2 separate regions of the Mus musculus genome follow, and region 1 is linked to region 2. Evidence: chromatin contacts called from public HiChIP or PLAC-seq data. All regions are on one chromosome and are shown on one strand. Each heading gives the region's core, a stretch centred on a gene start, on an enhancer-like site or on the middle of the called end of the contact. The rest is flanking DNA. Distances are from core to core; before and after follow the strand shown. Region 1 has its middle 29 kb from the start of 2610203C22Rik. Region 2 overlaps Adhfe1 (alcohol dehydrogenase, iron containing, 1).

The links. HiChIP or PLAC-seq counts read pairs in DNA pulled down with a chosen protein or histone mark.
Region 1: an H3K27ac HiChIP or PLAC-seq map of stem cell-derived neural progenitor cells shows a contact between it and region 2. The contact joins two enhancer-like sites. A contact is called at or near these places in 3 of 39 promoter capture datasets (3T3-L1-derived adipocytes, the C10 cell line and embryonic stem cells), 5 of 484 Hi-C or Micro-C datasets (the HPC-7 cell line, centroblasts and embryonic stem cells) and 4 of 115 datasets of contacts at active chromatin or transcription factors (cardiomyocytes, differentiating embryonic stem cells, embryonic stem cells and 1 more).

Annotation. Positions count from the first base shown.
Region 1 is chr1:9,656,866-9,663,129 of GRCm38.p6, reverse strand. No RefSeq gene overlaps it. Among named protein-coding and RNA genes, the nearest start is that of 2610203C22Rik, 29 kb to the right of the region's middle. Within about 2 kb of position 3,924, at least 30 of the 459 cell types and tissues checked have an H3K27ac peak or open chromatin away from gene starts, as enhancers often do. A contact at or near this core is called in stem cell-derived neural progenitor cells, where this site is marked.
Region 2 is chr1:9,567,459-9,573,877 of GRCm38.p6, reverse strand. The region is part of intron 13 of Adhfe1 (alcohol dehydrogenase, iron containing, 1); the gene reads right to left. The region is part of intron 3 of 2610203C22Rik (RIKEN cDNA 2610203C22 gene); the gene reads left to right. Among named protein-coding and RNA genes, the nearest start is that of Adhfe1, 23 kb to the right of the region's middle. Within about 2 kb of position 3,452, at least 8 of the 459 cell types and tissues checked have an H3K27ac peak or open chromatin away from gene starts, as enhancers often do. A contact at or near this core is called in stem cell-derived neural progenitor cells, where this site is marked.

The DNA.
Region 1 (6,264 bases), core at 2,675-5,174, 89 kb before region 2:
GTGTGGTACAGTATAACATGAAGAAGAAGAAGAAGTAAGAAAAGCTCTAAGTGGACAAGGAGGGACTCTGTGCAAGTGGTGGGTGTGAGCTGTAGAGGAGGATATGAAGTTAAGTTCTAATTCTCTTGTAGACTAGGTTTTTGTTTTGAGTTGAGGATAAAATACTGAAAGTGAAATTTAAACCATAGCTCCACAGCTTCTGTTCCTAATACCTATTCTATTATATAAAACTTGTAGTTGTATGGACTTTGGCTCTGGTTACTTTGTGTGTGATGTTCTTATTTATTTGCAAGGTTTTTTTTTTTTTCATAATGAAGTTTATAAAGTTAGGGGAAAAATGTCCATTTTGCACATAAGAAATTCAGAGCAGCCACATTTCATGGACTTAAAGGCCACATCTGCTAAGTGACTATTATATACCAGTCAGTGCATTCACAGTTCTGGGCAATTTTAGATTTCTGGGCATTAGGAGGAGAGGTTACTGTAATTCAGAAGAAAGTTCAGGTCACAACAAATAATTTAGTAAGTTACAGTGAGTGTCTTCTCTTTCTTGAATCTTTTGAATTTAATCTGAATTAAACTGTAACCGTATGCAAAATCCTGGCTTAGGTTTCTTCATGAGGAAAATAAAGAAATATCATATATTCAGTCCCCTCCTCTGTCAGCAGATTGTAAGGCCCCTGAAGCCAGTCTTGTTCACCAGGATCTACCTAACACTTGGCAAACAGTCAAGGACAGCAGTGGTGGGCAGAGCTGAGCAGCTCTGCTGGGAGAACACACAGGCTACTCAAGTGCTATGTGGGAAATAACTGCTGTTGCATATGGGGTTGTGACACAGAAAAAGGATCTGCTTCCCTTGGGAGAAAAATGTGTCTGAAGTGATGGATCTCTGACTGATTGGCCTGAGGCAATCAGGCAAATAGATTGGGGAACACTAGGTAAAGACTTGGCACAGGGGGCGGGGGAGGTCAGTTCCATGTTTAAAGACCCTAAGTAGACCCACAGCAGAGCATGCCTCTAATCTCAGCATGTGGACGGCAGAGCCAGGCAGATTACAGGACAGCCAGGTAGACAGAGAAACCCGGTCTCAAAACCCACAAAAACTGGAGAGATGGCTCAGTGGTTAAGAGCACTGACTGCTCTTCCAGAGGACCTGAGTTCAAGTCCCATCTTAAAACCATCTGTAATAGGATCTGATTCTCTCTTCTGGTGTGTCTGAACACAGTGACAGTGTACTCACATTAAATAGATAAATAAGTAAATAAATAAATACCAAAAAACAAAGAGCCCAAGTCTAGGGGTATGAGCGGAGGAATTGATGGAAGAAGGATGGTACTAAAGTGGTTCCTGAAATAAGCCTACCCTGGTATGCCATGCATTCTGTAGGAAGCCGACTGGAGACCAAAACTAGCATGCAGGCAATGCATACGGAGTTAAGGCATCTAAGAAAAGACAACTGGCAGGGCAAAGCTGGGCTGTCTTGAATCTCTGTGAAGGCCTCTACTAACTCCATGAGAATCTCTGAGACTCCATGCTTCTTCCAGTTGTACAAGTTGAGGTGAGAGGAGCAGATCTTCATTTCATGTAAGCAATCTAGAAGTGAGATTTGCTTTTGGGGAAGGACTTGTGTGAGAAGATGCAATTCCTTAAAATGTTCATTCGCTCATTAAAAAGACTGAAGAATCATCTGCTGAAAGGAGAAGGAGGAAATATTGCTGTGGGAGACATTGTCAGTGATCTCAGTGCTTAGTGTAGTCACTGGTAAGTTGCCCTGCTTAAATAAACAACTCCACCCATGCTCTTGAAAGCAATCCTAATTAAATGCACTGGGCCATATGTCAAAGACAAGAAAGAAAACAAAAGCAAGGAAGACTTGGGAAGAAGAAGGGACTTGACAAGAGGGGATAATGTGAAAAGCTATGTTTAAAGAACTTGTGAACAAAATTGTGAAAGTGAAAAAATTTAGTTCTTTAAGAGAACAAGGAAGAGCTATGATGAAGGAAATACTGTGAGCTGCCAAGAGCGTGAAGGGCTTGTTTTCAGTTGGTAAGCATGAGTCCAGGTCTCTACTAGGTCCCTAGCAATGGCCCTGTGGTAATATAGTTTCCCTTTCCGTACAACCACAGGCAGAAGTCCAGTCTGAGTGAACAGTGACACAGGCCTGCCCTGACTTTGGTATGATCCTTCAGGGCAAGGATGGCCTGGAGTAGCCAACGAAGAAGCAGGCAGAATGCCCAGTACAAAAGATGGAGAAGCAAAGGGTACGGAATATTACCAAGAGGCATGGTTCACAGATGAGGCAGGGTAGCTCTCGTGTGCTGCAGCAGGCGCAGATTCATCCCTGGGCATGCTCTCTCAAAGTCTCTCATCTGATTCCTTTTGGGTGTAGTTCTAGGGGTAGTATAGCTGGGTCATAAGATAGTTCAACTTTTAGTTTTCTTTTTCTCTTAAAGATTCTTAATCTGTTTCTGTAGTAGGAATACTAACTCATACCCCTTTCAACAATGTGTAAAGATTCCTTCTCCCAACATTTCTCTCAGCGTTTATAATACAATATTGTTGTTTTCTAATGGGGATAGGATGACACTGTAATATAATTTGAAATTGCATTTCCTTGATGACTAAACATGTCAAATGTTTTCCCTACACTATTCACGTATATTTCTTTTTTTGAGAAGTGTCTGCTTAGTCTTTTAGGTCATCTATTGATTGAATTACTATTTCTTTGAGTATTAAATTATTTAGGATTTTTAAAATAATCTGGGTATTAATCCTTTATTGGAAGACTAGCTGCTAGAATTTTCTCCCATTTTTTTTTAGGCTATCTTGTCACTTTGTTAATTATTATCTTTGTTGAACAGAAATGTTAATTTATTTACCTTCATGTAGATTGAACCCAAGATTCTGGGCATTTAAAGAAAGTGTCCTATTACTGACTATACATTTCAGAAACTTTTAAATTTGATAGCATCTAGTGTGTCAGTTTGGGTTAAGTATCTCAAGAGGTAAAATCTAAGGTTTACCATAGCATCAAAAAGTAATAAATCAAGCAGGTGGTTTTTTTTTTTTTTTTGTCTACTTTCACAAATTAATTAATTTTGAATTTAATTTAAATGTATCTACTATAAATACTGTCTATATACATATATTCAACTATTTCATCTATGAGAATTTAAAATATATTATTTGCCTCCCCCACCCCCTTTCTTTTGAGCAGTGTCTCATAGAGTCTAGGCTGGTCTTGAACTTGCTATATGTGTGAGGATGACTTTGAACTCCCCGTCCATCTTTCTCTACCTTCTAAGTATTGAGATTGTTGGCCTGTGCCAACAAAGCCAGTTCATGATGTGATGGAGATCAAATCCAGGACTCTGCGCACGCTCTCCCAGCCCTGCTTTGTTAACTTGAGAAGAAGAGTAAAGCACAGAGACACCATGGGGATAATAAACAAAAGGTATATCCCACTCTGTGCCTTGTTCCTCTGTTACCCTAAGGCTGTATGTGGCTGTTTTCCTGCCATGTCACCCCAGATCTGTTTGGGTTAATATCTCCTACTCCCCTTATAGTGTCTCTTCCATTCCTTCTGTGGATATTACAGAAAAGCAGCTAACTCTGGGCTGTGGATGAGGAAATTATAATTGCAGAAGCATTTAGTGAACTGTGGAATAGTGACTGAGGGACAACTTTCATTGGCCAATGCCAAAGGTTTTCTTCTCTTATTTACTGTAAACAAACCAACCAACCAACCTGCAGTTGTTTGCTTTTGTAGATCAGTCACCAGAGGGAAGTGTGTGTCTGGTGAGAAAGCAGAGGAAATAGCTTATAGAAGCCTTTGTGGTTCTCTTAGGCTCAGAAGACGGTGTCCCAGCAGGAAGACGTGGAAAGTCTGTGCAGCCCGAGCTAGATTTCCCCAAAGAGACCGTAAAAGCAGCTCACAGAGCCCTGAGCCTCTGATGAGTTCAGGCCACCAGAGAGGCCAGCCCTGGGCAGTGTGTATGTCCAGTGAAGCGTGAAACAGTGTCTCCAAGCTTTTGTTCAATAAGCTGAGCAGCTTGGGCAGGAAACCCACTGGACATGGTTCTGAATTACGGACTACGAACTCATGAATGGCCCGTCTGCTTCCAGGGCAGAGCCGTTGGATCTCTTGAATCCTCTAACCTCATTTCTAGATGCTTCAGTGCTCGGGGGTGGGGGTGGGGGTGGGAATCAGATCTTATTATGTATTATTTTCAGAAGAGATAATCAAGGGGAAGCTCGAGATAAAGCATCGCTTTACTGACTTCCCATTTGGGCCATTCATGGCTAGTGAAGCATTGGTAAAAATGCATAGAACCTGCTATTCTAAAAACAAAATCCATTAAAAGTGATATCATAAAGGTAGAGATTGTGTGCTGAAAACTAACAATAACGTATTGGAAAAGACTTGGTCTCTCCAAGGGGCAGGGCACACTGCTGGGTGGGTTTTAGACAGCACTCACCACCTGGCCTCTGGTGCTAGAGGATATTGACTGTGCTCAGTGAAGTTCCATGCTTTCCAAATGTAACTGCCGTGACTTACACGTGAGCCACAGTAACCCTGAGTCCGTTTGATGAGTAAGCAAACAGAAGTTTGGAAGTTATTTCACCCGCTCAAGGTCATACTCATAGAGGTGAATTTATTACTAAGTGATGCGTAAATGTCAAGGCTGCTCACACTGGCCCCCGCTGAGTTCTGAGAGCCTCGGGGTACACATAGGGAATTAGATGGAAATTACTGAGAGGGTCTAGCTAAGCGTTTCTGGTAAGTTGCCTAAAGAAATTTCAGAAAAGGAAATTGAAATCTTAGTGTCTCCAGACGTGTGTTTTGATTTGTTTTTTTTGCCATTGAAAAGCAATAATCAATCCCATTTCTACTTTTGTATAGTGTTGGAATCCCAAAGAACCTTCCATATATGTAGTAAGCTACAGAGGTAGGGTTGATTCAGAGACCTAACTTTACAATTTTGTAAAAGACAAAAATATAAATAGGACATTGGGTTGAAAGTATGAAGGAGGAGTGTGAGAATTACAACCACAACCCCATTAAACTCTGTTTCAAATCAGAGATGAAGGAGACACAGTTTCAAGCTGCGAGCAGTGTGTTAGAACCTGTGCATTCGTGATTGTTCTGCCTTTCCTCTAGTGAGATGCTAAATTACTTAAACAGTATAGACAAATTGAAAACACAAATTACTTACATTTAAAACTTTTACCATCATAACAAATCATACTGGTAGTTTTTAAAACTTTCATTGAATATAAAGCAAATTTTAAAACTTTATATGCCCCAGTACAGGGGAACGCCAGGGCCAAGAAGTGGGAGTGAGTGGGTAGGGAGAAGGGCGGGGGGAGGGTATAGGGGACTTTTAGGATAGCATTTGAAATGTAAATGAAGAAAATATCTAATAAAAAGTTAAAAAATGAATTTGAATATAAGGCCAATTTTAATAAACTGTTAACTTCAAATGTTGATATTTTAGATTTATATTATCTTGGTCAAAACACTAAGATAGACTTTTATTTCCAAATATCAGTGGTTTCAATTATCTTCAATACATCTCTGACAGCTATCTCTCTGTCTGTCTGTCCATACACACACACACACACACTGATCTGTCTGTATATCTATCTATCTATCTATCTATCTATCTATCTATCTATCTATCTATCTATCCATCCATCCATCCATCCATCCATCCATCCATCCATCTATCTATCTATCTATCTATCTATCTATCTATCTATCTATCTATCTATCTAATCTATCTACCTATACTTTCCTACCTACCTACCTAGCTTTTCTTTTAGAAAATAGAGCTATTGTCATCTATCCTTCTTTCGTGTTAAGCTCCCTTTTCATGACAGAGATGGTGAAACTGAAAGAGGGGTAGAAAAGAGCGAGGAAGCTTATTCTTGATCAGGTACCAGCCTAAGTTGGCCAGCTTAACTCCTGCGATGCTAGGCTCTCCTTTTATAAAAAGAAAACAGAAGAATTTTGGAGTGAGGATGAGCTGAAATAATAGTCTACAAAAAATGGAATTGTACACAAAGGTGAAGCATTCTTATTGGCCAACTGAATTCATTCATTAAGAAAACAAGTTATTGTAAGTAGATGTCCAACTCAAATTCTTTGTACAGATGGTCTAATTAACACTTATAAGGATGATTAAGAGAACAGAAAAACACATATTTTGTCTACAACTGTTGTTCAAGCACATATACTGTGCCTTGAATGTAGCAGGTGTT
Region 2 (6,419 bases), core at 2,203-4,702:
CATTTTCATGGGTCATGTGGTCTAGTTTCTCATGATAAGCAGGTGCTTGGTGTCTACCCCTCTGCAGGCAAGCACAGGTGGAGAGAGGCCTTGCTGTGTCTCCTGCTCTGGTCGGACTCATCATAGTGTTTAACATACAGTAAATGTACTGGGCACAGTTGGCTGCTGAGTTGATGAAGGTGGTTGGGAGAGTGGATAATGGCGTCTGAGAGGTCACATATACAGGATGGACTGCTGACTGCCCAGCCCTCCCATTTTCCTCATTTCAGAAACGACTCCCAGTAGTTCAGACAAAAAGTATCTCAAGGATATCTCTGCACACAGGTTCCCTTGATCTGCCAGTTTAGTCTACCAGCCAGTCCTGCAGACCCACCTTGAAGATGAATTATAACCCTTTGCACCACAATCTCTGAGGCACCAGAGACCTGCAATGAGCTGTTTCCATTTTTGCTACACTATTGCCTCCTAGTGGTTATTCTCTAAACAGCCAGATCTCCTTTCCCCACAGCAGTGACCTGGGTTTCTAAGCTCTGGATAACTTCCCTTTGTGATAAGAACAAAATCATGGAGCTGCCATGTAACTCAGTTGGTAAAGTACTTGCCTGGCAAGCAAGAAGCCCCAGCTTCTATCTCCATTACAATAGAAACTAGGTATGGTGGCTCCCATAGCACAGGAGAGACAGGTGGGTCAGCAATTCAAGGCCGTCCTCAGTTACATATCACATTTGAGGCCATCTTGGGATATATGAGATTCAATTCTCTACCCCAAACCCCACTTCCCTGCAAATATCATGATGTCTGATGTCTCCCTAGTCTGGCTCTGTTTCTCAGCACTCCATCTCCCACTGTCTCACTTTCCCTATTAGTTCAATTGAGACAGAGTTCGATTGAGACAGATAGAGATTGCAGCCCTGACTGACTTCAAACTCACTATTTAGCACAGGCTTGTACTGTGGATGCCTCTGCCCTACTTCCTGAGTGCTGGGGTTACAGCTCACACCACCATACCCAGATCCACTATCTCTTTTAGATTTTAGCCCATCTCTTCATCCTTGTCTAGTTGCCATGTCTGGGTTGGGAATGTCGCACAAGCCACCTGACTACCCTCACTGGAGTTCCCTCCACATTGTCCCCACAGGATTTCTCTCCATCTTCTCAGGCTTCCCACCCCGCCAGTGATCACATCTAAACTTCTTATGTCTCACTTGCAGATGCCCGTTTCCTGTCTCTCCTCAGAAGGTAGTTAAGCTCCAGGTATAAGCCCTAAAACACTTGAAGGAACAGTATATGTGCTAATGTCCAAAATATAAAAATTATTCTTAGAGCACAACAGCAAAATACCAAATGAATCAACCCCAAAATCAGCAAAAGACTTGAAAAAAAAAAAAAAACCATTTCTCTAAAGAAAAATACATGAATGGCCAATCCGTACAGGACAGGATGGTCGGTATTCTTAGCCTTTGGAGTGTGTGTGTATGTGTGTGTGAAATCTAACTCACTTCACCCCACTGGGAGGGCCATTATAAAAACAATGGAAACTAACAAGTGCTGGAGAAGATGAAGAGAATTGGAACCCTTTGTGTTGTTAATAGAAATGTAAATGGTGCAGGCACTATGGAAAAGTTTACCAGAGCATTAGGAAGTTAAAAACTGGGCTGAGATTGGTGGCTGAGATTGCTGGAAATCCCAGCACCTGAGGAGTCAACGTGGGGATCATCAAGGCAAGCCTGGGCTACATAGTGAGATCCAGTCTCAAACACATCCAAATAAATAATACAATTACCATACGAATTAACTGTTCTACTCATACTTCCTCCAAAAACCTGAAAGAGGGGGTGCAAGCATGCACGGTACCCCAGCAGTCAGAGCAGCCAGAGCGGGAAACAACATGAGTGTCTTCTAACACAGGCATGAAATGGGTGAACAAAATGTGGTCTATCTGCACAAAGAAATATTATTTATCCTTAAACAGGAACAGAATTCTGATACATGCCACGAACTGGTCACCACATTAAGATGAAATAAGCCAGCCACAGAAGCACTGATGGTACACGACTCCATGTGCATGAGGTGCCCAGACTAGGCACTTAAAGAGATGGGAAATCGATCTTAAGTTACGATGGGCTGCAAGAAAGGCAGCAGAGCAGTTGTTGTTTGGTGGATGCAGAGCTATTTGGGATGCTAAAAAAGATCTACAGTGGGTAATGATTACTGTATCATGCCGTGGGTATATCAAATAGCATTTCATTATATACATAAAAGTTATTAAAATGACAAATTAATGTTATTTTACTACAATTAAAAAATAAAACTGAGAAGGATGTATAACATCTTGGAGAAAGTGGAAGGAAATGTGGATGAATGCCACAGATGAGACAAGGGCAAAAAATTATATTCTATCAGTCTTGTTAATAGTCATTCATCAATCGATCTATCATGTATCTATGTATCTATTGTCTATCCTATCTATCTACATACCTTATCTGATTATATCATATGTCTACTTATTTATAATCAATCAATCTATCTATCTCTATTTGTCTATGTATCCATCTATATATCTATGTCTGAATGTATGTATGTATGCATCTATCAATCTAATCTAATCTAATCTGATCTGATCTTCTAGTTTGTGTCAGAAAGAAAAGCTGAATTTCAATGTGTGCTATGATCAGAGATGAAGGTGATGTTTCCCACCACATTTTATTATAACAGTAGGAGTCCTCTGATGAGCTCAGAGTCTTGGACCATGATCTGTTCATCTTTGGAGAGACAGTTCTAGACTTCCTGAAACAGCTAAGCCCAAGCCTTTCCTACCTCCTTTCCTTTTTCCTTTCCTTTCCTTTTTCCTTTCCTTTCCTTTTTTTCGAGAGAGGGTTTCTCTGTATAACCCTGGTTGTCCTGGAATTCACTTTGTAGACCAGGCTGGCCTCGAACTCAGATATCTGCCTGCCTCTGCCTCCCGAATGCTGGGATTAAAGGCGTGCGCCACCACACCTGGCCTTTCCTACCTTTCTTTTTGACATTTCCAACCCCAAAGTTTGGGCAAACACAGATGGAAACAAAGTATCTGATCCTATGCTACATAAAAGCCAACTGATTTCAAAATGAAGATGTGTTGAGCAATGTGCTATTATTTATAGGCAAGAAGACCAAAGAACAACTGATTAATATGGGCACTGAAATAAATACTTCTTTTAGCACATACATAAAATAACACCATTTCAGCTGGTTCGTCTACCAAGTGTGGGAGTTGCTCAGTTGGGCAGACAGCTCTCCCCAGTGATGAAATGTTTTGTTTTGAAATGGAAAATGGCTCTTTCCAGAGGTTTCTGAAATCTAGCTCTGAAGATGAGTTTGTTCTTGCCCACTCCCTCTGCAGCTGGGCCATGCATTTGGAAGCCTCCATGTGCAGAGCTGCCGTTATCTGCCACTAGCGTAAGCTGTGGTGTTTGGTTAAGGACATTGGCCTGCTGGTTCCTTCTTGAGAAAACCAACCCCTGACTGCTGAGTATAAAAGAGCCTTTATCAAAGAAGAACTTTCTGGCAAGGCTCTTTGCAGGGACCAGTATATGCTAATTCTACGACATTAATAGTGAAGACTGGCTTATAGGATGTGTAAAATTCTGAGGTTGCCATGGCATTCCTGTAAAATGTTCGCTGCTGCCAAAAGCCAAAACAAATCAAACCGAAATCCCCATACTAGTCCTTCATCTGCAGGCCATTTCTGTTCTCGTGAGGGCTCTCTGTTGTCGTGTTGTGTGGGAGGAAAAGGCTAATTTCATCATAACAGCTCTCCAGGTCTAACACTGAGAGAAGTCAGGGCAGGAACTCAAGGCAGGAACCTGGAGGCAGGATGTGAAGCAGGGGCCATGGAGGAATACTGCTTCCTGGCTTCCTATCATGCTGCCAAAACCAGTACCTTGGGGGAGACTTTACCATAACCAAGCTTGGCTACCTGCTTGAGATGCAGCTCTGGCCCCCTCTGGACCACAGCTCCTGTGTGCTGGCCCTCAGGAAATGCTCCCCAGAAACTCTTTTGGTGGTGTTGGACTCTGTTTGCTCATAGTTGATTTTTCAGCCTCAGCTAACCACAATCCATTATTTCAGTAAAGCCACGGTTCATGTCAATGTTTCTGGTCTATTGTTATCACAGCTGATCATTCAGTCCCAGCTGACAAGAAACCACAGAGTCTTAATTCAAAATATCAACCAGGGGCTGGAGAGATGGTTAAGTGGTTAAGAGCACTGACTGCTCATCCAGAGGCCTTGAGTTTAATTCCCAGCAACCACATTGTGGCATCTCTAATGGAATCTGATGCCCTCTTCTGGTGTGTCTGAAGATAGCGACAGTGGACTTAACACAAAACACATAAATAGATCATCTTCGAGGGACTCTCAGTCTTCCCTCACTCCATAAGCTGGGCCTCTGCCATCTGCTTCCCTCTAACATTGCTTTCTTCCAAGCTCCCATAACAGTATAGTAGACTTTAAGGACTTCAAGTCCATAACTCCCAAACAAATATGGTCACGTCCATCACCACAATATCACACTCTCTGGTACCAAATTCTGTCCTATTTTGGTTTCTGTTGCTGTGCAGAGATCTGCCTGCCTCTGTCTCCTGAGTGCTGGGGTTAAAGGCCTGCATATGGCCACCACCACCACTGGGCTTTTTTTTTTTTTTTAAACTGGTTTACAAACTGTGGATATATGATAGTTTATCATCAAGAGAAGTTAAGGCAGGAAATGAAACACAGACTAGTGAAGTGTTGCTTACTCGGTTGTCCTCCATGGTTTCCTTAATTTACTTCCTTATGCAATGAGGACCACCTGCCCAGGGTAGTGCCACTCATAGTGGGATGGCCCCTCCCACATCACTAATCCCCAAAGGCCTTAAGAACCCAAGTACAGGCTGCTCTGACGGAGGCCACTCCCCAGCTGGTGATTCCAGTTTGTGTCTAGTTACAAAAACTAACTAGCACAATTAGTTCTTGGAAGTAAATTCATATTCTTTAATTTTAAGAAATTGCGATATTACTTATTGTCTGTATATGTGTGCACCATGGTCCAAGGGGTGTGGTCAGAGGACAACTTGTGAGAGTTGGTTTTCTCTACCATGTGGGTTCCAGGACTTGGACTGGTTTAGCAGCAAGAGCGTTTACATGCTGAATCACCTTATTGACCTAAAAAATTCATATTCTTAAACACAGACCTGGGATAAACTTCAGAAATGACAGTATCCCTGAGAAAATGTTATGAGACCAGAAGCCACATTGAGATCATGGTGGCTACTAGGTCTGTGGAGTTTGTAGCCAGGCTTTCATGGCCGTCGTTTATTTCTCAGTCTTAGGAAACACCTACAGTTACTGCCACCAAGTCACTTGCTCACTTGGACAGAAGTTTTAGGAGAAGCTGTAGGCATGAGCTCACTCAACATGTCTACTAGCCTGTGCCTGGCGGGGCAGAGGACAGAGGGGCAAAGCAGCTTCCCACCTTCCTCAGGAGGCTTGAATGGAGTCACTACAATGGCTTTTGTGGCCTTCCATTTTGGCTCAACATGTTAGAACTATGGATTTGTGGGTTGGCTCAGCTCCTATGCTACATCTCAAAATACTTGTGTTTCTCATTTACACTGCTAGATAAAACTGGATCTACTGGGTTTGAATCTAAGTTAGGGAAACTAGTGGCCCATGGGTCATATTTCACCAGTATACTGAGAAGCCATGGAACTAGGTTCAAGGAGCACCCAGTTGATGATTTTCTTAGAAGTTGGAAAGTGTAATCACACAGGAACCTAAGTTTATAGTTAATGATAACATGAAGGCTGCTCGCCCATCCCATGGGTCATTGCTTTCCACTTTACCCCTGTTACCTCAGAGTACTTGGTTCATTGCTATTCCCACATGCTTCTGTGGATATGTGAAGCCATGAGCTCAATCTGTACAAATGTCTTCTGTGAATGGTGAGGTTATCAACAGTCTGTACAGTGATGGTGTGGGGAAGGGGTCTGGCTTGATCCCTTGCTTTCCTGGAGTTGGCTGAGGAAAGGGTCCCACTGTTTGTGGTAAGCAAGGTCCTGATTGAGTGGATATTCTAGCTGTCTGCTGTCTCAGTGCCGTGTGTGTGTGTGTGTGTGTGTGTGTGTGTGTGTGTGTGTGTATACTGTGAATGCTTAACATTGGACAAAAGAGCCCCATGGTGATCCCTGCTTTCCTGCATCTTCCATATTGACTAGGAGGAATAGGGAGAGCACTGGGTGTGGTAGTCATGGTGTGGTCCACTAACTGGGTGCTCAAGGATCTGAGGTCCCTACTTTATAGTAAATAGCAGTATCAGGGTCTTGGCCATTATGATCTGGTGTACTAGCTTCAGAGAGGACCAAACAGATCACATCTTCATGAGGTTCTTGGGAAAGGGA